Linked DNA regions of Triticum aestivum: region 1 is linked to region 2. Evidence: chromatin contacts called from public Hi-C data. All regions are on one chromosome and are shown on one strand. Each heading gives the region's core, a stretch centred on a gene start, on an enhancer-like site or on the middle of the called end of the contact. The rest is flanking DNA. Distances are from core to core; before and after follow the strand shown. Region 1 holds the start of LOC123054743 (xyloglucan endotransglucosylase/hydrolase protein 9). Region 2 holds the start of LOC123050184 (organic cation/carnitine transporter 4-like).

Region 1 (3,200 bases), core at 432-2,931, 310 kb before region 2:
CGATGTCATGGATCCATTCTACTAATTAAGATTCCGACGGAGGTGGCCGGCGACGACGCGGCGGATCAGCGGCCGGCGCACTCGGGCGGCTGGACGGGGAAGCGATCGGTGTCGACGCAGTAGTCGTAGACGAGGTGGTGCGCGCGCGCCCACACCAGCTGGTGGCTCTGGTGCACGGACAGCTCCTGCATGTCCTTCTCCTTCCACCAGTAGCGGCCCTCCTTGCCCCACGAGCTGCCGCTGCAGCGCGCCACCTCGCCGGCGTCCGAGTCGGAGGCGTTGGCGGCCCAGGCGCAGCCCTCCACGCGCACGTCCCGGAACGTGGCCACGAACGGCGCGTGCGACCAGTCCGTCTTGACCAGCCCGCCGCGCGTGGCCCAGTCGTCCGCGTTCCAGATGGAGCTGTACACGGCCATGGGCTGCGGCGACGGGAACGCGGACGCCGTTTGGGCCTGGGTGGTGGTGGCGTTGGGGTGGCGGTGGTGGCCCTTGGGCTTGGTGGCGGAGGCGTTCTTGTTGTCGTAGACGCGGATGGGGGTGTCGTCGACGAGGAAGACGACCTGGCTGGGGTTCCAGAGCACGGCGTAGGTGTGGAAGTCGGCGGTGGGGTCGAACCAGAGGTCGATGCGCTGCTCCCGGTTGCCCACGCCGTCGATGTACAGGTTGGTCTGCACCAGGTACGGCTCGCCGGTGACGTTGCCCAGGAACTCGAAGTCGAACTCGTTGTGCTTCTCCCCCGCCGACGACAGCTGCAAGTCCATCATACAAGCACATCACAAAGATTAGTTACTCGAGGTTGAAGATGCAAATACTGTCAAGCACTAAGCATTAGTAGTAATAAGTGGTAACTCAACGGGGGTAAATCTTTCAGGGTTATTTTGTTTAAAGTGGCAGCTTTTAAGAAAGTTGTTCTGTTGCTGAGCTTGTTCACGTGCCGTGTTGTTTGTAAATAGGTGCTTGGCAGCATCCATGGCCTGACCATGACAGACATGGCGAGCATGTCCCATCGACCCATCCCCATTTTACTCAGATTAATCCTTATAATGGAATCAACATTGAAAGATGCATATTCTTGTTTCCTAATGCAGAATGAATGCAGCAGTTCACGGGGCAGATGTCACGAGCAGATGAAAATGGCAATGCCAAGACGAAGAGCAACATCGGGGCAAAGCAAGGCGGGCCTGCACTCACTCACATAGAAAGCAGTGACGACGCCAGCGGAGTCCCCCGGCACGAGCTTCAGATCCGCGGTCGCCTTGCCGTACAAGAACCTGTTCTTGGACGCAAATCCGCCGCCTGTCGAAATGAAAATACAGACAAGAAGAAGCCATCAGCAAAAGAGCTCCATTGTTACTGAGACAAATGCTGGCGGCGCCTGTGCAGCGAGAGGACGGGGCGTACCGGAGGAGCTGTCGAGGCGGAGCTTGAGGAGGTCGTCCTCGTAGAGGACGTGGTCGTTGGCCCAGCTGGGCTGCACCACGTCGTCGAACTTGCTCGCCGCCGCCGCCACCCCGGCGCACACCACCGCGGCCACGGCGAGCGACGCCGCGGCGACCAATGCGCCGTTCTTCCACCACGCCATTGCCGCCAACCCGTAACGACGCTAGCTACTGCCTGCTCAGTGCTCCTCCTCACTGTACTGAGCTCGCCGTGTGCCGTGTGAACCGTGATTGTTCCGGCAAGGGCCTTGGCGCGCGTTATATAGGCGGGGCAAGCTGGTAGTGTGGGGGTGGGAGCCGGCTTGCGGAGGAAGGGTGGCACGTGACACGAGGGCGCCGGGCGCCCACGTAGGAAGGCGAGGTAGCCGTTGGGTGGTGGGGCCAGGCCCGTAATAATTTTGGCAACTTTTGCGGCATTGGGCACGCCCCTGTCTGTCACGCTGCTAGCCTGCAAGAGTGCTAGCTCTACTGGCTCCGGCCGAGCCGAGCCGAACCGTACGCATCATTCAGCACGATCCTCGCTGGCCACAGCTGGCTGCCTCGCGGGGGCGTACGTGACACGGTAAAGAGCAAAGTGCGAAAGGTAGAAAAGAGAGTGAGCAAACACAGCACAGCGGTACCGTCGAGTACAGCAGCAGATCAATGCGTGTCAATGTAGCGTCCAGTGCGTGCTACCAGTTGGTACGTACCGCTGCGCCACGGCTTGATGGAGAAGCTAGCGAGAGGCATGCAGGGAGCGCGGACAGTGCTACCTCCCGCACTGCACTGCACTGCCGTGATGGGCATTCAAATACTCATCTCTGTTGCGCACGCCAGTCTCATCTCCTCTAGTGCTAAGTGCTAACATTGATGCTCTGATAACGTAACCTAGTCGTTAATTAAGGGCCTCTTTGATTCGTAGGATTTTAAAAACGCAGGAATAGAAAAAGTATAGGGTTGGAGTGGAATCCTATAGAATTAGCAATGAGTATTTGATGGCACGGGACAAACAAAGAAATTGTAAAAAAAGGTTGGAGTGGTTGTTAGATTTTCTATGAAATGTAGTACAAAAGATTCCATAGAAAAAAATCCCATGAGATTCAATCCAATGAATCAAAGGACCAACATAAAAAAAATCCTAAGAATTTTAATCCTTCAAAAATTCTATTAAATTCCTTTGAATCAAAGGAGCCCTAAGCGTAGGCGCATTGACGGAGGGTGGAATGGGCATCTTTATCCTAGCGGCTCAAGGAATATTTTACGTGAGCAGATCGAACGGTGACGTCCGGGCAGATGCCACTGCCGTGTTTAGTGTACACTACTTTATGCTTAATCTATCTGATGGTGTACCGCATTAGGAACGGGTCCCCAAGAGGGAGCAGTATCATGTTGGTTCCAGCTGTGGAGTACTTCTTCGTCCGGAAATACTTGTCGAAGAAATGAATGTATCTAGACGTATTTTAGGTCTAGATACATCTATTTTTATCCATTTTTTTAGTAAGTATTTCGAGATGAAGAGAGTACTACGAGAGAGCATCTCTACTTTAGAAAGGGCTCACGTTGCCAAATACCAGTACTAGTACTGCTGCTTAAAGTACTCTACAAAAATCACAATGCACTTGTGTAGTTGTACAAGGAGTACGTTTTCCCGTCCAAGCTTCATACCCCTCCCGAGAGTGCATTTGGTTGCCGGGACCCATGAAGCCTTTTATTATTTTCACCAAAAAAACATTTACCAACCTTTAATTTTTTTTAAAGTATGTGATGGATTATGGATGGGGT
Region 2 (3,205 bases), core at 459-2,958:
GGCCAGCGAGTTCAGGACGACGCTGACGTAAAGGTTTGTCTTCAGGTTGACCACGTTGAGGCTCAGCCCGAAGTACACCACCGCGCAGAGGAAGTGGATGATCACCGAGAGCACGAGCCTGATCCGCGTCGCCGGTGAGCGGAACGCGTCTATGATTGTGCCCGACGATGACAGCTCCTCCGCTTTTTTGCCGGCGCCAACCTCGGCGCCGTTGACGTCGTCCCCCTCATCGTCAAGCTTGAGCACGACGTTGTCCGGGATGCACCTGCCGTTGGCGGACGCGATGTCGCCCAAGACGCGCATGGCGTCGTTGGCGCGCCCGCGCACAAGGTACCACCGCGGAGACTCGGAGACGAACGGCATGACAGCAAACACGTACGCGAGGGAGGGCAGGGAGGTTACGGCATAGAGGAGGCGCCATGAGGACTGGAACATCACAGCGACCCCGGCGAGGGCCGCGATGCCCACGGAGAAAAAGTACATGGTGGACATGCCGGCGGCGCCACGGCGGGAGGGCCCGATGGGCTCCGTGGCGAGGACGAAGGAGCAGAGGCCGACGCTGCCGGTGCTGAAGCCCGTGAGGAGGCGCAGCGCGGCGTAGACCCAGTAGTTCGGGGAGAGCGCGGTGACGAGACCGAAGACGGCGTTGAGGACGCAGAGCACCAGCAGACAGCCCTTCCGGCCGAGGAACGAGTCGGAGAGGTGCCCGAAGACGCCCGCGCCTGCCGAACCCAGAGGATAAGGGCTAGTTTGGTTGGCATCCACGCCAATTCTTGCCTGGCCTGGACGGTGCCTGGAATCTGCCTGGTCGCTGTTCCGTTGGTGTCCTGGGAGTAAAAAGGTCTGCCTGGCCTGGCTTCTACAACAACCTGATTAGCCTGGTGAAGTTCAGACAAAATGAAAGAAAGTAGTCTGCTTGGCCCAGGCAGGCGATTAGCCTGGCCCAGGCGTCCATTCTTTTGCGCCTGGACATGCTGCAGCGAGCCTGGCATTACTTAAATATTGTTTATTGACTGGATGACACAACGCCAGGCCAGGAAAGGATCCAAACGCAACGCTGCCAGGCTAGCCTGTAGAGGCAAATAAGCATCAGGCTTCCAGGCTCGTCCCAGGCAGCAGATTTTCCCAGGCATGGACTCCAGGACACCAACCAAACTACCCCTAAGTCACTTCAGCAAATAAAGCGGCACCGAAGACGAATGGCCGATGAGAGTACTGGCGTACCGATCATGCACCCGACGAAGAAGACGGCCTGGACGAGGCCGACCTTGTAGCGCTCGCCGCAGACGAGGCCCCACTCGGCCACCGTGGACGAGCCGCTCCCCTGCTCCCACTCCCAGCCGGCCGCAGCGCCGGCACAACGGTCGCCGCACCGCCGGTCCCCCGCGGGGCACGACATGGCCGGCTCGCGGTCAGCGAAGATCATGACCATGGTGTGCATCGCCTCGAGCGCCCACGCCGCCGTCACCATTACGAACTGCCGCAGCTGCCACCGCCCGAACTCCCCCGCGTGCTGTGCGAGGGCATCGTCGATGCTCAGGCGATCGCCGCCGCCGCTGCCGGAGGGGGCATTAGCAAGGAGCGCCTCGGCGGCGGACATTTGATTCCTGGTTTCTTTGGCGCGGGGGTGGGTGCGTGTAGGTGTAGCCGTGTACTGGGTGCTCGCGATCGTTGGAGTATTTGTAGGCGGAGCGAGGCACGTGCGCATGTCAACGGTTCTGCACAGCTAATTAATCACGGGAGAGGGACTCGTGAAGTAGTAGGAGTATTAAAACTGAGGGGCATGCAGGCGCACGGCTTCACAGATCTGCGAGATACAGTTTCACATATTTGACTTGCAGTAGAAGAGTGCAGGAGCATCTCTAGCAGATCCCGTATAACTCTGATAAAACACGTTTTTTCCGGCCGTTTTACGGGATGGCCCAAAAAAATAGCCCGAACAGGTGCGCTAAAAAGGACCCGGCCCGTAAATCGTTTACGGAAGCCCGTAAACCGCCCGTGATTCCAGTATATATGTTGGCCCCGGGTCGATTTAGGATTCCCGTCTTGTTTCTCCCCCATTGCCGCGAAACCTTTCCCCCGGCGAGAAATCCCTATAACTCAACCTACGATTTGCGGCACTGTCCCCCACCCAAACTTGCCAGAGATGTTGACGGCTGTTGGCGGTTGGGGTGGCCAAGGGGGATGCGGCGGGAACGGCGGCCGCCATGGGCTCGGCGGCGACCCACCCCTTAAGCGCTGCCACGACGCGGAGGTCGGGAGCTCCTCCCTCCACCCGTCGGTGGACGAACGGCGGAGGCAGCAGGCGCGCGACCATGGCGCCCGCTCCCGCAGCGCCGGCTATCGGGTGTGGACAAACTTCCACCGCCTCGACTGCATCTTCTCCCAGGCTGTCGGTACTAAACGGCCGGCAAATCTCGGGTCGGGGGTCCCAAGCTGTGGATCTTCGAACGATGGTGAACATGAGACAAAGGGCATAATGTTTACCCATGCTCGGGCCCTCTCGAAGATGTAATTAAAATCCTACGTCATGCTTGATTATATTGATGATGGAGTATCGAGTACAGGTTGATCTACCTCGAGATCGTATGTTGTCTTCTAAACCCTAAGGCTGGTAATTATGATTGTGTCTCTATGGACTAAACCCTCTGGGTTATATATGCACCAGGGATATCTAGGGTAACACATGGTCGGTTGCCAACTAAAGATAAGCATGCCGATAGGTGAAGTAGTCCTTGAAGTACACGCCAAGTCTTCGGCAGAGTCCGTCTTGGTCACGTCAGGGTTCGAGGCTTCCGGAGTCCTTCCTTGTGAGATCGGTGGGCCATAAGCTCGACTCATGGACTGTGGACCGACTAGGTTGGTACCTCTTAGTCCTGGACACCATCAGTAGCCCCTGAACTTGTCTTCGAAGTCGGGGACAACAATCTTCCTCAAACTAATGTCTTTCGGCTTGGAGTCTTCAGCTTGACACGAGTTCCTCTCTCCAAGTGGTTCTCATGTAAACCCAAACTCTCCTTTATTTGAGGCAACTATCGAGCTTCCCTTTAACAGGGCCACCCGCCGACCACATGTTTTAAGGGTCATATTTTGGCATCTGCAGCCTTGAGATAGCTTTGCCTCGAAGGCCTGCCGCATAGGTGTGAACAGTGTTCTGGCCTCACAGCTTTTACCGAACCGTCACCACCCGTGGCGCTCAAGCAAG

The links. A called contact is a pair of places that touch in the nucleus more often than the background predicts.
Region 1: a Hi-C map of leaf shows a contact between it and region 2, with 2.7 times the contacts expected there. The contact joins the promoter of LOC123054743 here to the promoter of LOC123050184 in region 2. A contact is called at or near these places in 2 of 5 Hi-C or Micro-C datasets (both in leaf).

What each region holds. Positions count from the first base shown.
Region 1 is chr2D:588,434,719-588,437,918 of IWGSC CS RefSeq v2.1, reverse strand. LOC123054743 (xyloglucan endotransglucosylase/hydrolase protein 9) reads right to left here and starts at 1,681. Exons shown (of 3, transcript XM_044478580.1): 1 at 1,402-1,681; 2 at 1,196-1,296; 3 at 1-749. The coding sequence starts at 1,582. The coding sequence ends at 66.
Region 2 is chr2D:588,119,909-588,123,113 of IWGSC CS RefSeq v2.1, reverse strand. It overlaps LOC123050184 (organic cation/carnitine transporter 4-like), which reads right to left and starts at 1,708. Exons shown (of 3, transcript XM_044473015.1): 1 at 1,225-1,708; 2 at 1-722. The coding sequence starts at 1,708.